Regions from separate parts of the Mus musculus genome. Here all the other regions are linked to region 4. A link is a contact called in public promoter capture Hi-C data. All regions are on one chromosome and are shown on one strand. The core of a region is the stretch at or near the end of the contact, and the rest is flanking DNA. Distances in the headings are between cores, read along the strand shown. Region 1 holds the start of Atp5j2 (ATP synthase, H+ transporting, mitochondrial F0 complex, subunit F2). Region 2 holds the start of Cpsf4 (cleavage and polyadenylation specific factor 4). Region 3 holds the start of Pdap1 (PDGFA associated protein 1). Region 4 holds the start of Hsph1 (heat shock 105kDa/110kDa protein 1).

Region 1 (7,044 bases), core at 562-3,061, 4.4 Mb after region 4:
TGTAGATCTTTGGTCCAAGATAGAATCACTTAAGACACTAAGATGATGACCCATGTGGGACCACCCAGCCCCTTCAGGGAAATGGTAACTGAGCCGACTACAGCCCCCTTCTATACTAATAGCTAGAGTGCCCTGCTCCCCTTCCAAAAACCCAGAAATGAGCACAACTTGGACTATAGGAGGATTTCTGGTGGTTAGATAAAAGCCACCATTCCTTAGGAACGGTAAAAAGAATTGTGACTATTCCACAGTGAATAGCAGGTAAAAGGAATCGGGAAGCCCAGTTTTCTGTCAAAAGGAGTCATTTTCCTTACCTTTGGCATTTACCAGCATATCAAAATGCATGCTGGCCTCCAGTCTCTCAATATCACAAATACCCATTACACACAGCAAAGGCCATGTTATAGCATTCTGGCTCTTTTCATCTTCTCTATGCTTCTCCCTTTAGCTCCTGGACTCCCCCCACCCCTCCAGCGAATCATTCTTATAAGCCTGCTATTCTCACTCCCACCCTACCCCATGCTCTCACTCTTAGATTGCTCTGACCATGTCCAGTCAGATGCCCATGTTAAGTCTACTTCTCTCTGCTCTTCCAGATGCCTCTGGCTGTTCCCTCTCACTCATATTTACAATAAACATCCCCTCTCCTGGGGGCTGGAGAGATGACTCAGTGGTTAAGAGCACCGACTACTCTTCCAAAAGTCCTGAGTTCAAATCCCAGCAACCACATGGTGGCTCACAACCACATGTAATGAGATCTGACGCCCTCTTCTGGCGCATCTGAAGACAGCTACAGTGTACTTACGTATAATAAATAAATAAATCTTTAAAAAAAAATCCCCTTTCCTTATGGGGGCTGGAGAGATGGCTCATCTGTTAAGAGCACTATCTGCTCTTTCAGAGGACCCAGGTTTCATTACCACAAATCACATAGGAATTCACTACTGTCTTTCTAACTTCAGCTCCAGGGGATCCAATGACCTCTTTTGACTTCAGTGGGCCCTGCATGCATGTGGTACACAGACATATATGTAGGCAAAACACCCATGTACATAAAAATAATTTTAAAAACCTTCACCTTAATTATACCATGGAGTGGTTATGTCAGTTTATACAGGCAGTGCACACATATAATTCCCATACATGAGTTGTCACTGCTAAAAGTTTCAGGCCAACCCAAAACATATACTGATTTCCAGGCTAGACTAACTCTGTTATTGCATACAGTCTTGCTGTATTTCAGGCCCAAATTTGGGAATTAATGGCAAGATAATGCCTGTAGCTATATAGTAGTCTGACTTTGGCGCTAACATGGCTTAAATCTAATACTTCTGATTTTGGGTCAAAAAAACTACCTTTACGAGCTTTAGAAAATACCCATTTAAGCAGGTGTCAGCTGTGGAGGCGTGTTTGCAATCATCATGGAAACCACTTAAGCATGTGGAGTGGAACTTCAGAGGGATTTGGGGGTCAGAGCAGTGAATAGCAAGTAAAAGGGACTGGGGAGGGTTAAAACAAATGTTCCTATTCAAGGCTTCTCTGCTTTTCTTTCTTTTCAGCATTGGGAATGGAACCAGAGCCTTAAGCACTCCGGGACTGAGCCACACCCCTAAGCCTCTCATTCCTCATGAGAGATCCAAAAGTAGAAGGCAAAAAGTCAAAAGGTCCCTTTTCTCTTTTGTCCTTTGCTTCCGCCTGGGATAGGTCTCAAAATGCTCTACCTAAGTGGTGATCTACTTCCCATGAGCCTCTGCTTCCCGCTCCGGCAGGGGTGCGTGCGCCCTTCCCAGCAGCCTTTGCGCGCGGCTGGAGTTCTGCGGACACCAGGACTTCAAGATGGCGTCACTCGGTGAGTACTCGGCCCTTTCCTGGCCTTGGGGTTGGAAGCCCGATTTGGGCACAGGCTCCAGGGCCACAGTGGGGTGAGAAGGAACCGCGGGAACTCTTGCTCTTCACCCGGGGCTTCACTGAAGCCTCCCCGGAAGCGCGCTGGACACTTACTATAAGGTCCTGTGCTCCCGCCCTCCTCCCTCCACTCTGCAGCGGATTTCTGCTGTGCATCGCCTGGCCTGGCGGTGGAAGACCCAGTCAGCACGGAGAGGCTTCTGGGGGCCTGCACATGCGTTGCCCGGAACCATTTGTCTGTCCTTCCGCGGAGGACTAAGCTGCTGCTTTTTCTTCCTGCGCGACTTGACACAGGCAGGGTCACTTGAACCTTTACGCTGGGCAGCGCTTGGACCTCCCTGGAGATGAGGCTTTCAGATTACGGTCCAGGACCAGCGAATGCCTAGAATGGTTCCCGACACCACATTATGTTACATACGTGTCGACTGAATACGCCTACTGGGGTGAAGTGACCTGTTCAAGGTCACCAGTCCTGAGAGAGCCTCGCTGGGATTCAGACCTAGGTTGGCGGGTCTCATGATAAATGAGATTACCTTTCAGAAATGTCCTTGTGACAGACAAGCAGATGTTCCCTTAACACGTACGAGTCAATCTCCACACACATTCATTGCGCACTGTTGGGATTACACATTATTGTTGTTTTTGTTATTATGTGTCCCACACGTGTCTAGGTATGGTCATGGGAATGCTGGAGCTTGTGTCCAGGTTCGAGGACAACTCCGAGGAACTCCAGTAGCCAGGCTAGCCATTTCACAGTTGTCTACCTCCTCCTTTTGAGACAGGGTTTCACCATGTAGCCCAGATTGGTCATGAACTTGCTGCCACAGTCGTGATGTATTAGCGTCTATCTCTGAGTGCTAGGATTACAGGCCTATGCTACTGTACTTAGCTTGTTACAGTGTTCTTTATCTCAGCCTGGGAAGGTGAAGGGGGGGGTGTCTAAAAACGGGGTGTGAAGGAGCTGAGCCTTTTTGATTTGGTTTGGTACTTGGTTTTGCAAGATAGGATTTCTTTGTGTAGCTCCAGCTGTAATGGAACTCATCTGTGGATCCACCTGCTTCTGTCTCCCCAGTACTGGGCTTAAAGGTGTAGGTCACTGCCACCTGGGGCATTAGCAGCTATTTTATCTGTAAAATGGTAGGAGATGGTTAGTGAACACAGCTTTCAGAAGAGACAACGGGAAGAGCATTAATGACACTGCTCAAGAGGCTGAAGAAGCACAATTGTCAGCCTGGGCCTTCCTCTCCAAAAAAAAAGTTGAAAAAATAGAAGTTTTGGATCCCAACCCCTACAGGATTTCTCTGCCACTCTGGCTATCCTTGAACTTGAACTCCACCTGCCTCTGCCTTCCCAATTGCTAGGGTTGAAGGTGTGTGCCGCCACTGCCACAACCACCACCCCTATCACTTTTTCTTGTTTTTTTTAAAGACAAGGTCTCCCTAAATAGCTGTGGCTATCCTGAAATTCACTAGATAGATCAGGCTTGTCTGGAACTCATAAAAGTCTCTCTGCTTCTGCCTCCTAAGTGCTGGGGTTAAAGGCATGCGCCATCATACCCAGCTTAAAGTTTGCAATCTTATTTAAGTAGAGGGTTAGTGTGAAGAGACCTTTGAAGGAAAGACTAAAGAGTTTAGTACACTTCGCCAGCTGGGGGTTGATATTGTACCCCTGTCACCCTAGCAGTGGGAAAGCTGAAACAAGAAGATTATCCATGAGTTTAAGGCTAGCCGGTACTGTATAGCAATACCCTATCTCAAAAAAACCAAACCAACAAACAAAAAGATGACTCAGTTCAAGAAAGATACTGGGCGGGGCTGGGGAGGGGTGGAGTAGTCGGGTTGCGGCTCAGTTGGTGGAGTGCTTGCCCCACAGGCACAAAGTCCTGGGTTCCATCCTCAGCACCACATAAAGCTGGTAACTCCAGCACTTGGAAGGTAGCAGGATCCGCCATGCCAAAGACATCCATTGACATACAGCAGCAGGTTTGAGCCCAGCATGAGCTACATAAGATCCTGTCTTAAAAAAAAAAAAAAAAAAAAAAAAAAAAAAGGCGAGCATGGTGGCACATGAGTATGTATGTTCATGAGTGTGTGTCTGTCTCTCTCGAGTGTGCGCGTGCATGTGCACATGTGCAGAAGAGCCACGGGGACTGTATGGAGGTCAGAAAACAACTTTGCAGGCTCTGCACATACTTTTAATCCCAGTTCTCAGGGGGCGAAGGCAGGGAGATCCCTGAGTTCAAGCTCAGCCTGGTCTACATAGTTCCAGGACAGCCGGAGCTATAGAGAGAGACCTTGTCTCAGAAAACAAAGATAAGTGAGAAAGTGGCCACCCCACAATGAAGGGTTCTGTTGGTGTGAACTGGGCATCTGGTTTTCCCTTGGGGTATGTGAGTGAGGTCGGTTCGCACAATCTGATTCTGCGTAACTCTAGTGAAGGATCTGGAGGTCACGCCTCCTAAGTATTGATGGGTTTTTAACAGTTACCAGTAGCACATACGATTTGGAAGCTTTGGGAGTGGAGGTGTTGTCTGGGGCTGGAGAGAGGGCTCGGTGAGTGGAGATGACACAAGGTTGGTTCCCAGCTCCCACATGGTGGTTCATATTCATCTGAAACCCTAGTTCCAGGGCATCTGATGCCCTCTTCTGACCTGTGTACACTAAGCATGAGTATGGTGCGTATCCATACATGCAGGCAAAATACCCATGTACATATAATAAAAATATTAAAATTTTTAAATGATGTATTTTTATTTGATGTGCGTTGGCATTTTGCCTGCATGTATGTTTATATGAGGGTGTCATATTCCCTGGAATAAAGTTACAGATAGTTGTAAGCTGCCATGTGGGTGCTGGGAATTGAACCTGGATCCTCTGGAAGAATAGTCAGTGCTCTTAACTGCTGAGCCATCTCTCCAACTTCAGAAGAATAAATCTTGAAATTATTTACTTTTATTTTTGGAGACAGGGTCTTTCTATGTAGCCCTGTTTGTCCTGGAACTCACTATGTAGATCAGGCTGGTCTTGAATTCATAGAGATCTGCCTGACTCTGTTTACCAAATGCTGGGATGATAAAATGCATGCACTACCATGCTCGGCTCTTTAAAAATAATTTTTGTTACAGTATTCTGTGTGTGCAAGCATATGCAAGCCACAGTTGTGGAGATTGGTTCTTCCACATGCCCTAGGGCTACCCCAGGACTTGGACAGAGCTATCCTGAGATCAACTTCCAGAGCATGGAACAAGTTGTGAGGTTTGATATGTTTCCTTCCTATGTATGGGTTCCTCTCAATGCAGGGTAATTATTATTACAACTCTGTGATGACAAGATACCACAGGGCTGATGAGCTGGCTCAGTGGTTAAGAACACTCGTTGCTCTTGCAGAGGACCTGAGTTTGGAAAATGTTAGGGTTTTTTTTTTTAATTTTATTTTATCTATTTATCTATCTATCTATCTATCTATCTATTTATTTATTTTTGGTTTTTCGAGACGGGGTTTCCCTGTGTAGCCCTGGCTGTCGTGGAAATCACTTTGTAGACCAGGCTGGCCGCAAACTCAGAAATCCACCTGCCTCTGCCTCCCGAGTGGTGGGAATAAAGGTATGTGCCACCACGCCTGGCTGGGGTCTTTATTTTTTGAGATAGAGGTTTGTTTGTCATTCACCCTATGACATCTTGATATTTCGTCTGCATCTCCTGAGAGCCAGGATTATAGGTGTGTGCCTCCCTGCTTGGCTTCAGGATTAGCTCTTTGGTGTCCTAAGCTGCTCCATTTTATTCTCTCCTGTGGTCCTTAGCTTTCTTTTTTACAGTCATTCTCAGTAAGCTGTTAGACACTGTTCATTTAGAAAGCTTTCTTTTATGTGCATGTGTGCTTTTGCCTGCATGTATGTCTGCATACCACATAGGAGTCGGTGCTGGGGGTGACCAGAGGCAATTGAATTACAGACCGTTGTGTGATGCTGGTAATTAAACCCAGGTCCTCTGAGCCATCTCTCCAGGCCCTGGTGTTTAAAGGCTTTGCTAAGCAGCAGCTCTACCATTACATAGGCTTAGGCCTTACAGTATCATCTTTAGTGTGTTATATTTATTCACAGAACGGCTCCCGTGCAGCATCTGTGTACTTCATCTACTTGCAGGGACAGTTGAAAATGACATGGGAGAAGTGTTGTGTTGCTGGAGGGCTATTCTGTGTTTTGTTTTTCTTGCAGTGCCGCTGAAGGAGAAGAAGCTCATGGAAGTCAAACTTGGAGAGCTGCCGAGCTGGATAATGATGCGGGATTTCACCCCCAGTGGCATTGCCGGAGCCTTTCGGAGAGGTCGGTGTCTACGGGCAAGACGGCAGAAGCAGTGCTCTGGTCTTAACCCGGCCAGCGAGGGCCGCACTGGCTGAGGTTGATGGGCTTGTGGACGGGGTGATGATGGTGGTTAACTCCTGAGGTTTTTGTATTTGGGTGACAGTGTGGGCAAGGGAAATGGCTCAGTGGGTAATGTGGACTTGAGCTTGTGTTTCCAGAGCCCATGTAAAAAACAGTGTCTGTTTGTAGTTCTAACACTGAGAGGCACATAACAGGATCCCAGCTCACTGGCTGCTCCAAGTCTAGTGAGTAGCCTTGCCTCAGGACCTGGTGGAGACAGGTAGAAAGCTACCTGATGTGATCGCTGGCCTCCACACACTTTGCTCTCACAGCCGTGAATGTGAGAGCACACGTACCATTGGCAAGCACACATTCTACCCCTAAACCGCAAAGGTGAGCACTGAAATGCTTTGGCTTAGGAAATGTTTTGCAGTGTTTTGAGGCTATAAGGCTCAAGCTGGCCTTGCACTTCCTTCAGCCTGCCTCAGCCTCCCAAGTAATGGTGCCACCATGCCCAGCTCAGAATAACTTTATTGCTCAGGATCAGTTTCTTAGAGGAAACTGAAAGCCAGGTGTGGTTCCACACAGCGGTACTTGTAGCATTAGGAAGCTAGAGGCACCAAGGTCCAGAGGTCAGGGTCACCTTCAGCTGTTAGCAAATCTGTTGGCCTGGGGAACATGAGGCTCTTGTCTCAAAAAGAAAGATTACAAACAAAAAGAGACTTGGTTGAGAAGAGAATGAGTTTGGATAGTGGTGGTCCCAGCCTGCGAGTGCCCAT
Region 2 (6,509 bases), core at 3,397-5,896, 4.5 Mb after region 4:
CCTTCGTAGCAAGAGGTGGAATTTTGGGAGCCTCATAGTGTGTGGCACATATTACCTAGGAAACTGGGGTTCCCTTTTGGGATTCTTAAGTCTCACTAATACTACTAAGGTTCGAGAAACAGAACCCAACAGGGCCCAGCCTGCTACTATCTGTGTAATTACCTAACAGTCAGAAGGCAGGAGAGCTGAGCAAACGTGGGAATGAGACCAGGAGCCAATGAGAGAGAGAATGATGTCATGACCAGAGACCATGAGGTCAAGCTGTTCTCCACTCCGAGGTCTACTGCCTCAGCACTCTGCAGCACTGCACTGTGCAGGCCAAACTCACTGTTCCCAGTCCATCCATTCCAAGCACCCTTGCTCTGCACCTGCGCTTCCTGTTCAAGCACCTGACACACAAGGCCCCGCTCACAAACACCTACGAATCAATGGAGGGCTAGGCTCACATAGCCTCTGCTGAGGCCCCAGAAGAAAGACTTGGCCAGTCTTTGACTAGGAAGCTCACTAGCTTGCATACACTGAAATTAAAAAGTCTGTATTCAGCCCCTGGGCATGGCTACGTGTAATTCTGAGACCATGAGAAGCCCCTGAAAGCCTGTATGCCCTCCTCTCCACGGGAAGGAAAAGTAACAAAAGAAGGCAACCTTTAAGCCGGGCAGGCTCAGTCTGTGTTTAGGTTTTGGGTACCATAGTCCAACGTCCTCCTAGCCTATCTAAGCCATGGCTTCACTTAGGAACACTCATCTCAATATAATACAACTGAATGTAATACAGGCAGATACCCAGTGGCCTGGAAATCTGCTAGAGGGCCAAGTAGGGCCAGGGTGTAGCTGGAATTTCCAACTCCAATAAGCCCATGTAAAAAACACACAATCTAGTTACTATAATTATAAGCTATAAGCGTACATTGGGCAGATCTAATACCATACTAACTTACTCACCAGCTATAAGACCCTTGTTACTTGTGGTTTCTCTTGGCTACATGGCTCTGCTCCATCATGGCTTCCTCCTCCTCTTCTTCAGTCCTCTCTCCTTCCCTTCTCGTCCTCTTCTCCTTTCTACCTGCTCCCACTCTGAAACCTCCAGTCCCACCTTTCCGAACCTCCACTGCCCAACCACAGGCTCTAACCTTTATTGACCGAATAAAGAAAAAAAAACCTCACATAAAATCACCTAAATACATGATAGACTGCTCATCAAAAACAACCGTTCTTAAAGAAACAAAATTAACCTCAAAATACAAACAACACAGGGTACTTCAGGAAGGGTGTGAGGAAGTCAAGGGTCTCTTACCTTTGCCACAGGCGGCTTTCAAAAAGAATTCACAGACAGCAGCCCCCGACTCTGTAAAAGGAAAGAACCAGTCATCAACTAAAGCTAGGTACCAATGGAGGGGACTCTTAGGACCTTTAGTGCAGGATGTAGTGAGCTGGCAAAAACCACAAAGCCCATGCCTGCCATGGTGGGATATCCCAGTACTCAGAGGCAGACACAGGCAGAGCTCTGAGTTCTAGCCTAGCCAGGGCTACACATTTAGCTCCAGGCCAGTTAGGGCAACACAGTGAGACCTTGTCTCAAAGCAAAAGCCACTTGTTTCAGTCAGACTCGTGAAATGTGACTTCACTGTGGGACTAAACATCTCAAAACCTCCTGGAAGCCAAGAGCTTTCAAGACATTTAAGAATGGGTGGAGAGGCTGGGCAGTGGTGGTGCACGCCTTTAATCCCAGGACTCAGACTCGGGAGGCAGAGGCAGGCAGATTTCTGAGTTCGAGGCCAGCCTGGTCTACAAAGTGAGTTCCAGGACAGCCAAGGCTATACAGAGAAACCCTGTCTTGAAAAACAAAAAAAAAAAAAACAAAAACAAAAAAAAAAAAAAAAAAAAAAAAAAGAATGGGTGGAGAAGGTAAGAAGGAACACAAGATCAGAGAATAATTACCCCCAGCTCAGCCCTCCCATGGGGGTTAATTTACAAGTATATTAGTATGAGACAGAGAGAAGGAATGAATGGTCTCACAGGAAATAACTAAATCACTAGCTGAGCCTCTGAGCAGGGAAGATGACAGAGCAGGCAGGGGCCTCTTTAGACATTAGCCTAGTGGAAGAATATAATGGAAGATCAAGCAGGCCAGCCCTTAATATGTGACACCTACATAGAATTACATAGGTGCAAGGCCATTCATCCTCACAAACACAGCCAACTCTGGGAGGGCAGCACATCTACAGAGCCAGCATGTGGCAGCAGTCAGCAAGTCCAGAAACTCACCAGAACAAGTCTTGGATTCATAAATAGTTTTCACTGATGTATCAGCGTGGATTTTCAGAAAACAGTAAACTTAAAAAACAAAAACCAGCCAGGCAGTGGTGGTACACGCCTTTAATTCCGGCACTTGGGAGACAGAGGCAGGCGGATTTCTGAGTTCGAGGCCAGCCTGGTCTACAGAGTGAGTTCCAGGACAGCCAGGCCTACACAGAGAAACCCTGTCTCAAAAAAAAAAAAAAAAAAAAAGAAGAAATAAAAGAAAACAACCAAACCAAAACAACAAACCAAAATAAAACAAAAACCAGAAACACCATTTCCTTCTGTCTTCTTTTTTTTTCTTTTTCCCCAGAGGCAGGGTTTCTCTGTGTAACAGCCCTGGCTATTCTAGAACTTGCTTTGTAGACCAGCTTGGCCTCAGTTTCAGAGATCTGCCTGTCCCTCCATCCTGAGTGCTGGGATTAAAGGCAAGAGCCATCACTGAGTGGCTGCAATGGAAGGTGCCTCAGCACGCACTTCTTGTTTGTGGTTGTGTTGGGTATGTCAAGGCCCAGCAAGGCACCTACCAAATCTGGACCTGAGCTTCGGAGGTACCCATGCTATGCACATCCCTGGCTCTCCTAGGGAGACTTTGGCTACTTTGTGGGTTCTTTTATCTTCCACCCTTCTAGTCCCCTAACACTAGATAGGTGAGAAAAAAAGGATGGAAGGGAGAGAGGGGGTGATGTCATTGTTAGACTGCTCCCGGATGATTAGGGAGCAAGTTTGGTCTTTGCTGTCAGGGTATCTAATTTCTTGTTGTTCCTTTTTTGTGCACAACTACTTAACAACTCTCAACCAACCAACAACCCACATTCTTGGGGCCCTAGCATTTATATACCCTCTTAAGAGTCCTCCGAATTCCAAATGCCACACAATGGCAAAAACTATCTGCCATTGGCAGTATCACACTCCTGCTAAGGAATGAGGCAAATCATAGTCAGCTGCTATGGAAAATCTGAAGCAGCCCCAGATCCCATATCTGGGATTAAAATAAAAATATATTCCTATTTCTGTAGTTTTCTGGGTTCTGGATTTTGTTTGTTTGTTTTTGTTTTTTTCCCTTCAAGACAGGGTTTCTCTGTGTAGTCCTGGCTGTCCTGGAACTCACTCTGTAGACCAGGCTGGCCTTGAACTCAGAAATCCACCTGCCTCTGCCTCCTAAGAGCCATGATTAAAGGCGTGCGCCACCACTGCCCGGCTATTTCTGTGTTTTTTAAAGAAACCCAAATCTTTACTTCAAGTGCACACTTGCCTCCACAGGTTTGTGGATCTATTGCCCCACACAAATGTTCCATGGTCTCAAGGCAGTGCCATCAAATTGAGTAAAAACCTAGTGCTTAAAAGGCTAGCCTGATCTATAGAGTGAGTTTCAGGACAGCCAGGGCTATACAGAGAAACTCTGTCTCGAAAAACAACAACAACAAAGAGTAGACATATGTGCAAGGACGACCTGGCCAAAGAGGACAGTTCTGTCTGAATTGAAGCAGCTCCCCCAAACGGAAGATATATCCCACCAGAACAGGAAAACCATCTCATCACATGAAGAGGGACAGTAAATATAGCTCGGTCTAAAGGTTCGCTGGGGGCCTGAGTTGGGACAGGTGACCCGGAGGTGGGGTAGTGAGGAAAACGGACAATTCCAGGACAGGGAAGGATTTCCCAGGAGCTAGACTAAAGCAAGCCTGGAATATGAGGGTCTACTTGGAGTCTTCGACAGTCAGATACACTCAGACTCTTCTACCGCCTAGTTCTGATGAAAGTAGAGAGGAGCACGCTAAGAGGTGGAAATGGGGGACATTCTAAGACTTTGCTGAAGTTGGAGCAGGATGGGAGAAGGCAGTTCCACTTCAGGATGACACGCGTTCACTGGAGAATTACGCGAACAACCGACACAGTCCTGCTGTCCCGAGGATTGCCACGGAGCAGTCCCCGGGGATCAAGGATCCAAGGAAAGGTCTCCCCGAGTTCAAGTGACACCGGGAAGTCCCAGGACGGAAGCGGAGGAACTAGGCGAGGGTCCCGGGTTCCAGGGCCCAGGGCTGGGGTAACCTCTGGTCAGAATCAGACTCGCCCACCCACCCGCCGGGCCCCGCACTCACTATCCATGCCGGGGAAGGGCAGCGGCTGCGCCCCGAGCTGCTGCTCCACGGCGATCTCCAAGTCGAACTTGATGTGATCTACGCTGGCGATTATTTCCTGCATGGCGGCGGCGGCGGCCTCGGGCCCAGCTCCCCCTCAGGTCTCTCAGCCGCTCTCCGCAACTCACGCTACCTCTCCCCGTCCCCTTCTCGCTTGCCGCCACCGCCGCCGCCGCAGCCGCCGCCCCGCGAGGGATGCCGGGAGCGCTGGAGCCCGCGCCGGCCCTTTTTTCCCATCCAGACTCAGCCAACGGAGCTCAGAGTCCGGCCACTCCTTCAGGCCTGACTAGCCGCCGACCGATCGCCTGTTTCTTTCGGTTCTGTATCTTACACAAGAGGCGGCGACGCAAGTGCGCCTGCGCGGGATCTCCGTAGTCTGTGCTGAGGGCAGGAACGCTGTCTCTGGAGCCGCGGTCCCTCGACTCTGAGGACGTCTCACTAGGGGCTCGCCGCTTAGAACGCTCAGAGTGAGTTTCTGTTCAACCCTCATAGGAAACCCGGAAGCCGGGTGGAAATTGGACCTGAGGGACTTTGTCCAAGCTCAGATGCGAAAACGGAGGATCTAAAGGCCTGGGGAGAGGAAGCAAGGGGCGACCTAGGGTCCCAGGTCTCTCTGTGGGTGTAGCTCTAATGCAGACGTTTAAAAGTCGGGTAAGGGGGCAGGAGGTGTGGCTCAGTTGGTAAAGTGCTTGCCCCACCACCGCATAAGCCGGTAGTGTTAGTACAGACTTGTAATCCCACTAACTGGCAAGTGGAGGCAGAAGGGTCAGAAGCTCAAGACCAGACTGCATTACATGAGACCCTGGAGAGCGAGTCAACCTAGTAGAGCTAAGCCTCAAAATACCGTCATACCTCTTTTCCCTGTTATTATGTCTTGTTTTTGTTGTTGTTTGTTTGTTTTGTTTTTTTATTAAAGGGCTTCAAAGTAAGCAGGCCCAGCACAGCCTAATAAAAATAGAATGCGAGGGTGAGAGGGTGTAGCTCTGTGAGAGGGAGCATGTGCATATATGTGCCTTCCACACCACTCGAGTGCAGATTAGGGAAAAGCTTGTACCACAAGTCCTTCCAAGTATGTTCAGGAATCAAGCTCAGGTCACCGAGCTCTGCAGTAAGCACCTTTATCTGCTGAGACCCTCTTGAGCCTCTTGTTGTTGTTGTCGAGACTGGGGATCTCTAGGTAGCCCTGAGTAGCGTGGACTCACAGTTGTAGACCAGACTGGCATTGAACTCATAGAAATTCTCCTGCCTCTGTCTCCCTGGTGCAGGGCCTAAAGGCATGGCCCATCACGACTTACTCTTACTTTTTAAAGACAATCTCATGAAGCCCAGGCTGGTCTTGAAGTTGACATTATAGCTGAGGGTGACCCTGAATTTCTGACTCTTTTCTACCCAGCTGAGATAGTAAGTTTGACTGATCTCCCACTCCCCACCCTGCACAGAGCCAGGTCTTCCTAACTCAGAGCCTACCCTCTGAGTAAACTTGTCTCTCTTTTCTGACTCTTTTTAAAAAAGATTTGTTTGTTTATTTATTTATTTATTTAATGTATGTGAGTACACTATAGTTGTACAGATGGCTGTGAGCCTTCATGTGGTTGTTGGGAATTGAAATTTTTTAGGACCTCTGCTCGCTCTGGTAGGCCCTGCTTGCACCAGTAGGCCCCCTCACTCCAGCCCAAAGATTTATTTATTATTATATGTAAGTACACTGTCGCTGACTTTAGATGTACCAGAAGAGGGGGTCAGATCTCATTATGGGTGAGCCACCATGTGGTTGCTGGGATTTGAACTCAGGACCTTCGGAGAGCACGCTGAGCCATCTCGCCAGCCCTTCCTTTCTGACTTTTTATATGGCGTCTGATGCGGTTTCCTTATTTTTCTTGATTTCAGGCTGCAGGGGCTCGAGGCAGCCAGCGATGGACCTCCTAAGACTCTCCCGGCTCTTTTCCGGTCCCCGCCCCATAGGACTGTCTGTCCTTCAACACCTGGATCTTGTTGGATCAACCCGATGGACAGGAGGCAGGGAGGGACCTGCACGGCTGAGAGCTGCCTTCTGCGGCTCCTCCTCCCCGCT
Region 3 (6,412 bases), core at 1,556-4,055, 4.5 Mb after region 4:
ACTAAAAGTAGCACAGACCCCCCGATCTTTCACAAATACACTAATAATGAAACAACAACAGACCTTTTTGGGGAGAGGTATGATAGCCTCATTAATGTTACTTTACTCTTCAGAACCTTCAAAACACTCTGAGCTGATAGAAAAAACATGACCAGTTTGCTACAAGCCTCTTCTCGGTGTTTTTTTCTTTCTTTCTTTCTATCCTTGGAGACGCTGAGCCTTGATACTGTCCAGCATACCCAGGCAGAAAGACCCCACTCACCTTCTCTCATCTTTTGATCTAGTTCATCCAACGTTGGTTCAATCAACTCCCAGCCATCTGGAGGTGCTTTCCGGCTTCTTTTGACCTTGGGCATTTCCCAGCAAGATAGCTTATAAAGATCTACAAGAAAATCAACTGCTTTCTGAGCCTCAGGTTGCCAAAGGGCTTTGACAGCCATTCCCCTGCTCCTCTAGATGTCAAGCTCAGAGAGTAAAATGTATGTTATGTCCTTAAGTAACCATGCATTGCCTCTGCCCCGTTTCAGACCCAAGCAGGTGTCTCCGTATCCTCCCCAGACTCTTCTCTGGGCATGAGCTGTTCCCCCACCCTCAACACACACACTCTACACCAGAGGAATAGGAACAGCAAAACAGCCCAAGAATAAAACACTTGAGGCCTTGCTTGAGATCTACTGGAAGGGATGGATCTATTGTTTATCTCATGCTATAAAAGCGTCTAGGGTAGAAAAGAGAAGCCAGAACTGTCAGAACTTCAGCCTCGGGAAGCTCACTTCAATCAGGAGCTCTGACTGACTGCTTCAGTTTCCTCACTCAGCTTCTGCGGGAGCTGTGAGTAACGGTCGATGGTGTCATCCCTACTTGGGACCGTTTACTCTTTTGCTTGGAAGCCGAATCTGAGATATCTCTATATTATATCCAGAACCCTATTGGGCGCTTCAGCTGGATGCCTTAAAGTGGCTTCCCTAACTGATTTCTGCTGGGTACTTTCTTATCTCTATCCTTCCTTCCCGAGTCTCTCTAGCTATTTTTTCCTTTGCTTTGGATTGCTGTCTACCACTCATGAGAAAAACATATGTCCATGGTAGATCATTCTCCAGAAGGCCCAGAACAGCTACTCAGCTTCCCTAGAAGGGAACTGTGACACACACGCATTCTCCAAGCATGTGTGAGGTGGGGCCAGAAGGATTGAGAGTTCAAGGCCAGTTTTGGGTATATGGTGAGCTTGTGCCCAATCTAGACTACATAAGACCCTGTCAAGAAATAAAGAAAAGAAAGGAAGAAAGAGGAAGGAAGACAGACAGTAAGAGGGAGAGAGAGAGAAATAGAGAAGGCAAGAGAGAAAGACAGAGAAAGGAAAGAAGGAAGGAAGGAAAGAAGGAATGCACAATACCTTTGGGTATTGAGAGTAATATAAAAAAAATTCTTGGTCTTCACAGTTACAAAGCTGTGTTCTTGTCCAGATTTACCAACTATTCTGTGACTCTGGGGGAGATCACTTTTCTTCTGCAGTCTTCTGTCTCATCTGTAGAATAAAAGCAGTAGATTACACACGTTAAATAGCCGCCAAAAATCTCTCTTTTTAGAACAACAAAGCAGGCCAGTCAAAATCTAAATAGAAACGCTGTTTTCTTCTTCTTCCGATTGCATAAAGCTTTCTAGCTGGCAAAGAGTAACCTATCAGCATAACAGACTCATCTGCTCAAAACTGTCTTTAGTCCCATCCACTGTATGGTGACTGACACTTTACAATCCCCTATTCCCACACCCCTTCTTAACAATTTAATAAATTAAGAATAAAACTCTTAAGACGTGGACTCAGGGTCACATTGCTGACAACCAGTGAGTCTAACAGATTAGAGGCTCCTGACTTCCCCATCAGTGGTCTTTGCTCTGGTTTTTCCAGCGCTTACGTTAAAAGATAGATTGACTCTGAGCCCTTCCCAGGGCGCACAGCCTGATTAGAGAATCACTTTCTCCTGACCTAGGAGGACTCAACCCGAGAGGCTCTCGGGGCCGGGGAGAGGTAAAACGAAGAGGCGATCGGATCAGGAGGAAAGAGGTGTTGTGTTGGGCTGTTTACAGACGTAGAAGAGCGGGAAAAGGGGTGAACAAGAGCGAAGTTACGGAAGGGACAGTGGCAGAAAACTCAAGAGCAGCATCTGAGAAAAAAAGCGGTGTTTAGACAGAAAACGGTCCCGGAAGAGAAAACGACGTGGGAAAAAAACACACACGCAGAGAGAGAAAGAGCGAGCCCCAAGTTTACCATCCCCTGTGCAAGTCATCGGAGACTCCAGCCTCTGCCGCATAAGCAGCTCACACAGCTCTCCTGCCCGTAACCATTGCCAAAGATACGGTACTCGAGAACCGAGCAGAGAAACACTCACCGGAAACTCAAGCACCTAAGGCCGCTGCTTCTTTATTGACGGCTTCCGCTCCGGCGACAAACTCTTCAGAATAAGGCCCTCGCGGGGCCCCGCCCACCTCGCGCGGAGATTGCGTCATCTTAGGTGTCCCTGGCGCTGCCTTTGTAGAATTCCGTAAACCGTACGGCCCTTTTCCTCTCACTTCCTGTAGGGGTGGCCCACACGGCTACGTGTCTCCTCGGACAGGGACACCGGGGAACGCGGATTCCTGGCAGTACATATTCTGGTCAGGAATTCAGGCACCTCCCAAGACAGCCCGGCCTCGGTGTGAGGTCCCAGATCCTCGCAGCCGTGGCGGCGGTGGCGGCGTCAGTGGCGCGCGGAGAGGGAACCAAGCCGGGCGGAAGAAGTCGATTCCAAGGAGTTTCCGGTTCCGGTGTCAGTTCGAGGCGCCGCCGCCGCCGCTGCAGCCGCCGGAGCCGAGATGCCTAAAGGAGGTGAGGGGGTGGGCGCGCGTGGTTCGCGTGGCTTCTCTAGTGGCGGCCGTAGGCGGGCTGCCGCGGACCCCTCAGCCCGCGGGTCTGGGGCCTCTAAGAGATCCGCGCTGAAGGAGGCCATCCCCGTCGCCTCCCAGCCATGCGTGGGCCTCGACGCTCAATTGTCCTGCCTGGGAAGCCGAGGACCACAGTGGTTGAGGGCCTCTCCGTCGGGGATTTTTGAGGAGACTCACGGGTGCTGGGTCCTTGTCCTTGAGGAGAGCAGGACCCAGGAGTCTCGGCCAAGCCTCCGGAGCATCTGAAGTTTGTCCTCCCATTTGGCTGGCCGGAGACTGAGTCACCGCGTCCCGCGCTGGTGCGGTGCCTGGCTGCCTCGAGCATAAAATGTGGCTTTTGTGGAGCTTTTGAGGAGCCACGCCTGCCTCATAATAAGACCTTGACTTGATGATGTGGGACCTGGCTCTGATTCTCTCCTTGCACCGTAGCCACTAAGGATGTGCTTCTGAGCCAGTCGCCTAACTTCTTTGTGTCCCGGTTTTGTCGTTTCCAAAAAGGGGGTTGGGGTGGGGGACATTGATTATATTTTCCTCCTGTTATGAGAGAGGCATAAACTAGGTAGCCCACGTACTCAGCCCAGTGCCCCGCAGCCCCTAAATGTTCAGCTATTACTGTGTGTAGAGACCAAGAAAACAAGTGTTTCCCATCGTACATTGGTTTCACCCCTTAGAATCAGGGGTTTGAATACCAGATATATCACATCTTAAGTCTGTGGCCTCAAACAAAACTTTTCCAGTTCGTTTTCTTCATCTGAACTACAGGGGTATTAATAAGGCTTAGTTGGATGAGTAGGAGACAGGCGGACAGGAGTTACGGTGGCAGAATAAATCGCTCTAAGGGCCTGGCTAGCTCCCAGCACAGAACAGATGTTCAGTAAATGTTGGCAGCTCACGTGTTAAGCCAGTTAATGCAGTGAGCCCACAGGAACATCTGCCTGGAGATTTTCAAGCTTAAATTGCTTCCTGTCAATATTCAGATATTAGGCTCTACAGGGCCAAGTGTGTCTAAATCTAGTTCTCTGCTGATTTATCCTGCGTCTAGAGGAGCACTGTCTTTGTTTCACAGTCTCATCTTTAAAAGGCAAAGGAACTTTTTTCAGCTCCTGACTCCAAGGTTGAGAATTACAGTTCGGCAGTCTTGAATATGAAATCATGGCTAATGGACTTAGTCTTGATTTCTGGGAAGCTTTGCAGGCAGATAAACAAAGCTTGTTTCCTTGCTTGGGCTAACATGAGAAAACAGTGATTAAAAACTATTTTAAAAAATCCCCCAGGAGCAAAGGACCAATTCTGTTTTCAGTATACTGTGAATTATTTTTTTAAAGCATCTTGAAAGAGCCTCAGTAAAACAAACAAACTAAGATCACGAAAGGGTGTTGCTTTTTTTGTTTGTTTGGCTGGTTGGTTGGTTGGTTTTTTGTTTTGTTTGTTTTTAATGGTAAAGCTTGGTATCTCACAATAGGCCTTTCATGAGCATACCTAGATACACCCCTGGGAACTCAGGTTGTCATTAAAAATGGGCGGTGTAGGCTGTTGGCAGCTCAATTACAGCTCTGCAGCTGCTGTCTAGGAAGTCACTGTGTCTCTGCAGTGGTCTCCGGAGCTTGCAACAGTTCTAGCTGTCTAATCATAGATTCTCTACTCATAGCAAGGGGTCTGCAGAAATCAAGAAAGGGCCTGTTTGGCAATAGAGGCCACAGTCACACCTGCATCGAGATGCCAAAGGCTTGCAACCCAGCTGTGAGACTAGCTTTAGCAGGGATTGGTCTAGTCGTCCGGCTAGCACATGAGGGTATGGCACTGATCCTCGTAGCTGAATTGTCTCTGACAGTCCTGATCAGTGTTAGACTGCTGTTGAGTCAGTCTATCTTTAATTTTGCCAGTTTAGTTGTTTTATGTGAGATTTGTATGTGTGTTTTGTTTTTTTGTCCATGTGTGTACAAGTGTACCATGCGTGCAGAGCCCACAGAGGTCGGGAGAGGGCTTTAGATCACCCAGGAACTGGAGTGATTCTGAGCTGCCCTGTAGGTGCTGGGAACCAACTAGGGCTATATGAAAGAACAGCAAACGTTCCTAACTGCTGAGCCGTTTCTCCAGCTCTATTTGCTAGTTTAATTCTGAATACAGAGTTTCTGTTGGTCGATGTAGCACCAAGATAAGCATGGAGTATGTCATTCTCCTGCTGCCACTGGCAGTTGTGTGCTCAGGAGCCATGCTGACTTAGGTTTTACTGCCAGCCAGTGTGTTAGCATTAACAGGTTAACAGACGCTGTGTGTTGCTCCTCCAATGCCAGGCACCATTCTGGTTGCTTTACCAATGGTGTCCACCCTACTTCCATGGCAGCCTTGTGGGGAAAAGGAAACTGGGGAAAAGGAGGCTCTGGGAAGGCACACACAGAGACACAGATGTAGGAAATGGTACAACTCAGATTGGAACCTAGAGCTTTAGACTCCCGAATTCTTCCTCTTTTACACATTGTTTGACGTTAAGTCTCCTCGTCTGTGGTACAAAGCCAGCAGTGGCTCTTGTGCTGTACCTTTGCTCTTTAGAACACTACTCCATATGTAGACCAGGCTGGCCTGGAACTCAAGAGATCCATAGCTTGCCAGCCTCTGTGGTCTCAAATGCTGGAATTAAAGATGCCCAGCTGTGTTTGGATTTTAAGCAAACAGGATTCAGTCAGACTGTATCTCCCTCTCCTCACCTTAGGTCTTGTTCTTAGGAACCTACATCGGGCAGTCTGTGCATCGGGTGTCATAAGCCGCTGCTTTTGTTCTTTGAGATCACTGTAGGTTTGGGTGGTACTTGGTGAAGGTAGGTGAGGTTCCCTTGGGCTGAACAGGACAGCCTTTTGGGAGTCTGTGTAGTGAAGGCTGACGTCTCTCTCACCTTCCTAAACTACTGATCTTTGTGCAGGTAGAAAGGGAGGCCACAAAGGCCGAGTGAGGCAGTATACGAGCCCGGAGGAGATCGATGCCCAGCTACAGGCTGAGAAGCAGAAGGCCAACGTGAGTACATGTCTGTCTGCTCCAGTGGTCCAGTATGTTGCCTTGTTCTGGCTTTTGGGGAGAACAGGAAAGGACTACTGTTCTCCAAGAGACATCACACATGAGGGTGGGAAGGACACCAGATGGCAGGTGTGAGCCCTGGAGCAGCCAGTCACAGTCACAGAAAGGTGGTCCTATGATTGGACCAACAAGAAAGGACTTTGCCCATTTTGCAGGAGCTGTTTGGTGGTCTCCACTCGTGGTCCTGTTTGCCTGCCTTCTAGAGGCCCTCTCTCTACCAGCTGCTGTCCATCTACAGCTCCTATCAATTCCCTGCAGCTCCCCCCCACACACACACACACACAAGGCTACCTGCCAGACTCTATACAACATACAGCCTGCCTTCCCGTTCCCCCACTGTCCTGTGTATTGCTATTGGCTCTGTTCAGCATCACCTCTTCTGTGACATACTAGTGCTGCCTGCCCTCCTCCAGCTCCTCTGTGC
Region 4 (7,046 bases), core at 470-2,969:
AAAAAAAAAAAACTAAAGGGAAAACTGGTCAACCTCATATTCTGCTGGGTGGTGGTGGCCCACGCCTTTAATCCCAGCACTTGGGAGGCAGAGGCAAGCAGATTTCTGAGTTCGAGGCCAGCCTGGTCTACAAAGTGAGTTCCAGGACAGCCAGGGTTACACAGAGAAACCCTGTCTCGAAAAAACCAAAAAAAAAAAAAAAAAAAAAAAGAGTTTTCATATACTTAAAAAAAAGCCGGGGTGGTGGAGGTTTCAGAGACACAAAATGAAAAGAATGCCAACAAACATATTTCAAATTTAAAAACGCAGCTGCTCTGGGATAGCGTTGGTTCTTCTCCCATTTTAAATAGTTATGCTAGCAGGTGAAATAACTTAAGTGGCAAGCCGATCAATCACCACGAATAAAACTTACTCTGCAATTTGTATAGAAAGCTCCCATTTAAGCAACCCCACTTGTCCTACGGGAAGAGGCATACTTCAGGAGTTAGTTTTTAACCCTGGGCCCCAACTCTTCATTCAATTACACACTTATTTAGCAGCGCACGTTTTAATTGTGCATATTTCCATATTCTAGAGGGTACACACGGGGTTTTCAGGCAAACTTTGACGTTTTTTTTAACGGTACATAAGAATTGAAAGCAGGAGCCAGCAGCATCCACCTCTGCTTTCTCTTCATGGAACCTAAGCTTACTTTCCAAGGAAAGAAAATGAAAGGTTAGATTAAACAAGGAATAAACCATACACCCATTTATTAAACCATATTATTAGCCATTACATTAAATCATAACCTTATGGTTAGGAGTGGCAGGGTTAAACAAAGTCGGCTTAAACTAGTATCCAAAATATGCAAAACCCTGTCGGCAAAACACCAGCAGCTTCCCAAATTGCATAGCAATCAAAAGTTTTCATTTAAGAAGAAGAAGAAGAAGAAGAAGAAGAAGAAGAAGAAGAAGAAGAAGAAGAAGAAGAAGAAGAAGAAGAAGAAGAAGAAGAAGAAAACCCTTCTGTGTTTTATTCTGCAACAATCTTGCCAGCGGACAAATGTCTACAAAATATAAACCGCGTTTGCGGCTTATCCTGACGCCCCTAAATCGCAATCCATTAGCTGTTGAAAAAACAAGCAAGAACGGAACACAGAACAAAGCATACACCAGAGAAAGAGCGCGAATCGGCAGCAGCCAGCTGGGCCTCTTTTTACTGAGCCCTTAAGACAAAGCAGGATCGTGGCACGCACCACGGGCTGGACTACATATCCTAGCATGCAAAGCACCGAGGCCTCACCACTGGACTGCGTTTCCCAGCATGCAAGGCGCTAGGGTCTCCCGGCCAGACTACGCTTCCCGACATGCTCTCTGCCAACAGCAAGTTCGTGACCGGAGAGGCCTGGGGTCCCGGAGTAGTGTGTTCTTTCTCCGTCCTTTCAATAGTTTTTCGGCGTCGGGAGCCGGACACTGCCACCGGAGTCACCACTTAAGCGACAGAAGTTCCCGACCGGTTATTCACTGGAGTCAACTGGAACGAAAACTGCCCCTCAGGCTGGGGAGGGCGGGATGGAGGCCGGGCAAGCTCGGTCAGTTTTAGCCAATGGCGCCCGAGCAGCTGCCCTGTCACCATGGCAACTCAGGCCGCCCGCGGAGGGACCAGCAGTCCATTGGGTAGAATCTTTCTCGAAGGCTCGAGAAGAAGGAAGCGGAAGTGGCACGTGGAGGCGCCGGTGAGTAAAATGCTGCAGATTCTGGAAAGTTCTCCTCAGTAGGCTACATAAGGCTGAGCGATTGGGACCTCCCCTTTTGGATTGGTAGCTGAGCGGCGGCGGCTGCGTGAGAGAGGCGGGCGGCGGAGAGCGGTGGCAGAGACTGAGCGCAGTCTTGCAGGGTAAGCCGGAGGCATCTTCCCGACTGGTCGGGAGCAGGACGAGCACGCAGCGGACCCGAGGCGGAGGCGGACCGGGCCAGCCATGTCGGTGGTTGGGCTAGACGTAGGCTCACAGAGCTGCTACATTGCGGTGGCGCGGGCCGGGGGCATCGAGACCATCGCCAACGAGTTCAGCGACCGCTGCACCCCGTAAGTAGGAGCCTGGGTGGCCGGGGAGGGCTGGAGCTCGCTGCTTCCCGAGGGAGATGGTGGGTCCGGGGATTCCGGGAACCGTGACACCCCGCGACCACCTGGTCCCGCTGGCCTTCCAGGCTCGCCCCCGACTCCCCACTCAGCTTCTTCAAGCTGGCACCGGCTCCCACCTCAGCTAGGATCTCGGCAGAGCCTGGGCAACAGAGCCTTTTCCTCCGCATGGTGAATCTCCAAATGACCTAGAAGGTTCCAGAGCCTGTGCGCCGCTGCTTGCCTAGGGAGCGAGCGGACTGTTGTTAGCGACCACAGAAACACGCTATGGTGGAGGAATCCTCCGTCTCTGCGTCTCATCTACTCCTGATTTGTTAATATTGCCCTAGTGCCCCAATCGCCTTTTGGAAGCGTCCTTTTTAAAGCTCATTGTGAAAAACGTCCGTGAGAGTTTCCAGACCCAGAGTTCGTTTATTTTAACACCATTTAGAGTAAGCAGTACAAATTTAACATTGTTGTTGCTTAACACACTGCTGTGCAAAAAATTCAGTGGGGAAGATGGATTTTTTTGCTTCGGAATTAAATATTCTGCAGCAACGTGGGTGGGTAAACGGAAGCATGGTAAAAAGCAACTTTTTGAGGGGGTTAGTTTCTGAAGGTTACATATTAGAGGCAGTTAGACCTGCGTGTGCCTTCACCGACAACAGCTGTATGCTTTTTAAGGCAATCATTATAGGGCTTTTTCCCCCCATGTGCAAAGTCCAAGATAATAAATGTTAAACATCGAACCCAAAGGTAAAATCATTCCGACCTTATTAGAGGAACATTTATGAGTGAATAGGAGGAAGAAAGCCTTGCTAGGAACTTACTTTCTAAGCATGGGCTCCCTCTCTCACAAAGCCATGGTGCTCTGTGATTCGGCAATTAGTAGGAAGGCTGCCAGTCCTTCTTGCCCCCATCCTGTATGCTAAGCGCTTCTTCCTCTCTCTGCCTAAAAAGAGACAAAAGGTGTGTAGAGGAGAACAGGGAGAGCTGCTTGGGTAGCTGTGTTGCTGACCAGAATTTTTGACTGAGGTGGTTTTTTTACCCTTGGCCAAACTATGCGGTTGAAAATGGAGTTGGCTACTGATTTCTATTACAGTTGTTTGGCATGGAAAATGAGACAATCCAGTCTTACAAGTGTCTAGTCCCTCTGAGCTCAGAATCACGGGGCGTGTAGATTGAACCTTACAAGAGTACCTGCTTAGAGCGGCTAGGTCCGAGCTGTTTTTGTTACAGCAAACTTGAATGTCCTCAGTAGAGTGCCAGTTTACTCATCTCGGTCACCCATGTAGGAGGAACTGAACCCAAATTAGATTTGGATTACTAACGCTCGCCCTGTGGATTACTCTCTAATCCAAAGCCTTACTCACCGCCTCCTCCACACTCTCCATCTTGTCTCTGTTCTGGTTCTATGTATCCCCTTTCCTCTGAGAAAGCTGTCTCTCTTCATCTTGTCAAAGCAGGTGCAGTGTGAAGGCTTGGCCTCTCCTTTTCCTCAGCGTTTGTACTCCAGTCAGCAGTAACTTTGTTTCTCTTATCATCTTTATTTGACCTTACAGAGAATCTTCCAGATGGCAACCTACCTCATCCATTTCCTTTAAACTCTACAGGCATATCATAGACCTCTTAGGGTTACATAAAAACTTTTAAAAATTCTAAAGCAGATGATATATCGGGACAGAAATAAGTGTGCAGTGAAATTTAGGATTGTAGGAGGCTGATGACAGGTAGAGTTCTGTTTACTTTTGGTTGTGCATAATGCCAAGTTCCCTATCCTTTGTGACCTGGTGACTCTGTATTAGCACCCCAGGTATTGGGAGAGGGCACTCAAGCTGCACACAGATTATCAGATATTCCTTATATGTGTGAACAGGGCTGATACTTGGGCTGAATTGTCAGAGGTGTGATTTTAAATAGAAATACCTGCCGCTGAAAACTGCGGGCTGTGCTTTACTTATGTGGGAATTTCCTCTTGTCACCTTAGAAACGGCCGCATGTGTGCTTTTTTTTGACGTGTGTGAGACGTTTGTTTTATATTACTTTTAGGTCAGTCATATCATTTGGATCAAAAAACAGAACAATTGGAGTTGCAGCCAAAAACCAGGTACGTTCATCTGTCTGTCAGGGAATCCTGGGAGGGCGGCAGGATGATGTGCTAGAGCTTAATCTAGCTTTAAGTTTTAAAAATACGGCTTGGAGCTTGCAAGCTGATGGCTCAGCTGGCTCAGCCATTAAGAGCACTTGTTGCTCTTTCAGGGTTGGTTCCTAGCACGTACTAGGTGGCTCACGGCTGCCTGTTACTCAGTCCTTAACACTCTCTCTGGCCTCCTCCATGAACCAAGCACACACCTACATGCAGACATGTATCTGTGCACCTTCAAATTCAAAATAAGGAAACCTTTAAATTTTACGACTGTTGGGTGATACCTTACCACCCCACCTTGTTCCTGTCTCTTGTTTCTGTTCCATAGGTTTTTAGTGGCAACTTTACTTTTGGGTATTTGGCCTTCAATTTAAAAATTAGGTAGGTAGGTAGGTAGATAGGTTGGGGGTGGAGGGGTTCTCACTGGCTGGCCTGGAACTCCCTCACAAAGGTCTGCGTGCCTCTGCCTCCTGAGTACTGGGATTAAAGGCACATGACACCATGCTTGGCTTAAACATTTTTAGATTATAGACATTTGATTTTTTTTTTTTTTCCTCCCCTGTTTGTAGTTTCTCAAAGGCTAGTGAGGTTCAGGTTCCTTGTAGAGGGATTTGTTGCCCAGCCTGACTTGAACAAGAGTTCTATCCCTGGGACCCCACATGGTAGTGGGAGAGAGCCGTTTCCAGCAAAGTGTTTTCACAGTTGTTTTTGTTAGTTTGCTTGTCTGACTCATGTCGGTTTTAGAAGGTTAGCATGGGCATACCTGCCACCCTGCTTGCTGAGTTCTAGCTACTGCTGAGCTGGAGAAGATAAAAGAAATAGCAGTCTCCAGGTGCTGCCAAGTTTAAATGGCTTCAGAAGTTTAACCTCTAATGTTCGGGGTTAGTGAGAAGCCTACCTTTGAGTGAATGTACTCTGAAGTGGGACTTGTTTACTCTAGAGCTGTGACCCAGAGGTAGATTAAGAGAACACTGTCTCAGAGCAGCTTGGCATATTTCCATCCTGAGTTTCATGCCCATATTACTGTGTGTATCTGAGAACACGACCACATTCTGGGGAACAGGTTGCTGAGTGAAGTACATCCTTTAAGGAGCGTGCCCAGCAGTGTTAGAGGAGTGTGAGTTCAGTGACTGTAAGATCTGTGTGCCGCCCTCTCCAAAAAATATGCCATTTATTATCCTCACCTCGTCTACCCCCGGCATGGCTTAGGCTCTAGAAGAGACACACAAAGTCCTCATCCTGACAGTGCTCCAAGGCTCACTGGAGTTGGGATATTGAGCTTATGTTTATTTGGGGGAGAAGATGGGATACAGCAATACAGTTGCTGCAGAGTTTTAGAGTTTTGGAGACAGTTGCGCCGTCTTTTCCTTTATCTTGCAGATTTTGAGATCTGCCCCAAAGTCTGATGACACCATTGCCTTTCCTTGTGGCATTTTCCATAGAAGAAAGTACAGTAGGAGTATCCATTCATGGAAAATCGAGGACTGAGGGGACGTTAGGTATACCTCTCCCAGAGACGGCTTGAGTTGCAACAATGACTGTAATTGCTGTAGGTACCGGAGATGACAAAATCAGAAAAAAGTTTAAAATTTACTTTTTTTTTTTCCGTTTTGCAGCAAATCACTCATGCAAACAATACGGTCTCTAGCTTTAAGAGATTTCATGGCAGAGCATTCAATGACCCCTTCATTCAGAAGGAAAAGGAGAACCTGAGCTATGATTTGGTCCCAATGAAAAATGGTGGCGTGGGAATAAAGGTAATACCACTGATCCCCAAGCTCTGAGCCATCTGTAGAGGGGAGTGCTCACATCTTAGGATTTTAGCCCAAAGTAATGGGATACACTGGGGTCCTTTCCTTTTCGTTTGGCTCCTTTTAAAGTATAGTTAATATAAGCTGTTTTCTAAGAAGTACTCCACTGGTAATGCATTTCTGTAGATTAATCTGTGTTTCTTGGTTGCTTTAGTATTAAAAAAATCTAAGTAATGATGTCTCCAAAGTGGTCAGACAGCCCTTTGGCAGCATGTGCCAAGCAGTAGAGCAACAACCAGACGTCCAGCTAAGAGCAGTTGTCTGGTCAACACGAGTCTTGGTGATTCAGCCCTAACTTTCCCTCTTCATCTCTAGGGAAACGCTCTTCCTCCTTTCTTCCCTTTCTTTGTTAGTTCCTCTTTTCTTTCCAAACAAATTTTGTGGAGCAGGGTATATGCTAACAGTTGGATGTTCATATTAGCGTTTCGCTGAAGTGTTAAAGTATTTAAACATTTTCCACCTCATTGTAGGTCATGTACATGGATGAAGAACATTTCTTCAGTGTGGAGCAGATAACAGCCATGCTGCTGACTAAGTTAAAGGAAACTGCAGAAAACAACCTCAAGAAGCCAGTGACAGACTGTGTCATCTCAGTAAGTAGGGCCCAGCCAGGCAGTGTACTTGCTCTTAGAGTTCCTGTATTTATTCAGTACTGCGTATGCGCATACCCTTTCCTTACCAGGGTGCTCTTAAACTGAATATTCTAAAGCATTTCAAAGTAAGCAGGAGTGGTAAGTTTAGGTAGAAGCTACAAAGGTTCTTGACTGTAGAGATAGGCAGTGCACCAGGGGCTCCATATGAAGCTTTCTAAAAACACAGGGTAGCTGGGTTCTCTCTCCATGGCAGTTGGCTGCTCTAATACCAAAAGTTGGTATTCTTGAGCTTTTCACAGTGAAAGAACTCTTCCCTCAGTTGAAAACCAGTGCTTTGGGAATTGTTGTTATTATTTAATTAATATTTTCTCAAAAAGGCAGCTCTGAAAGTCAAGGAAA

The links. Promoter capture Hi-C pulls out the DNA fragments that hold promoters and counts their contacts.
Region 1: a promoter capture Hi-C map of pre-B cells shows a contact between it and region 4. The contact joins the promoter of Atp5j2 here to the promoter of Hsph1 in region 4. A contact is called at or near these places in 2 of 39 promoter capture datasets (cranial neural crest and pre-B cells).
Region 2: a contact with region 4 is called in a promoter capture Hi-C map of the HPC-7 cell line. The contact joins the promoter of Cpsf4 here to the promoter of Hsph1 in region 4. A contact is called at or near these places in 4 of 39 promoter capture datasets (the HPC-7 cell line, cranial neural crest, neutrophils and 1 more).
Region 3: a promoter capture Hi-C map of pre-B cells shows a contact between it and region 4. The contact joins the promoter of Pdap1 here to the promoter of Hsph1 in region 4. A contact is called at or near these places in 2 of 39 promoter capture datasets (cranial neural crest and pre-B cells).

Annotation. Positions count from the first base shown.
Region 1 is chr5:145,186,308-145,193,351 of GRCm38.p6, reverse strand. It overlaps Atp5j2 (ATP synthase, H+ transporting, mitochondrial F0 complex, subunit F2), which reads left to right and starts at 1,811. Exons shown (of 4, transcript NM_020582.3): 1 at 1,811-1,849; 2 at 6,119-6,226. The coding sequence starts at 1,837.
Region 2 is chr5:145,165,350-145,171,858 of GRCm38.p6, reverse strand. It overlaps Cpsf4 (cleavage and polyadenylation specific factor 4), which reads right to left and starts at 4,646. Exons shown (of 8, transcript NM_001291248.1): 1 at 4,400-4,646; 2 at 1,294-1,344. The coding sequence starts at 4,502. Ptcd1 (pentatricopeptide repeat domain 1) reads left to right here and starts at 4,755. Exons shown (of 9, transcript NM_133735.2): 1 at 4,755-4,905; 2 at 6,326-6,509. The coding sequence starts at 6,352.
Region 3 is chr5:145,136,418-145,142,829 of GRCm38.p6, reverse strand. Pdap1 (PDGFA associated protein 1) reads left to right here and starts at 2,805. Exons shown (of 6, transcript NM_001033313.4): 1 at 2,805-2,863; 2 at 5,837-5,928. The coding sequence starts at 2,851. It overlaps Bud31 (BUD31 homolog), which reads right to left and starts at 2,454. Exons shown (of 6, transcript NM_001310771.1): 1 at 2,388-2,454; 2 at 1,394-1,525; 3 at 263-382. The coding sequence starts at 356.
Region 4 is chr5:149,630,988-149,638,033 of GRCm38.p6, reverse strand. Hsph1 (heat shock 105kDa/110kDa protein 1) reads left to right here and starts at 1,719. Exons shown (of 18, transcript NM_013559.2): 1 at 1,719-2,064; 2 at 4,147-4,204; 3 at 5,860-6,000; 4 at 6,525-6,647. The coding sequence starts at 1,958.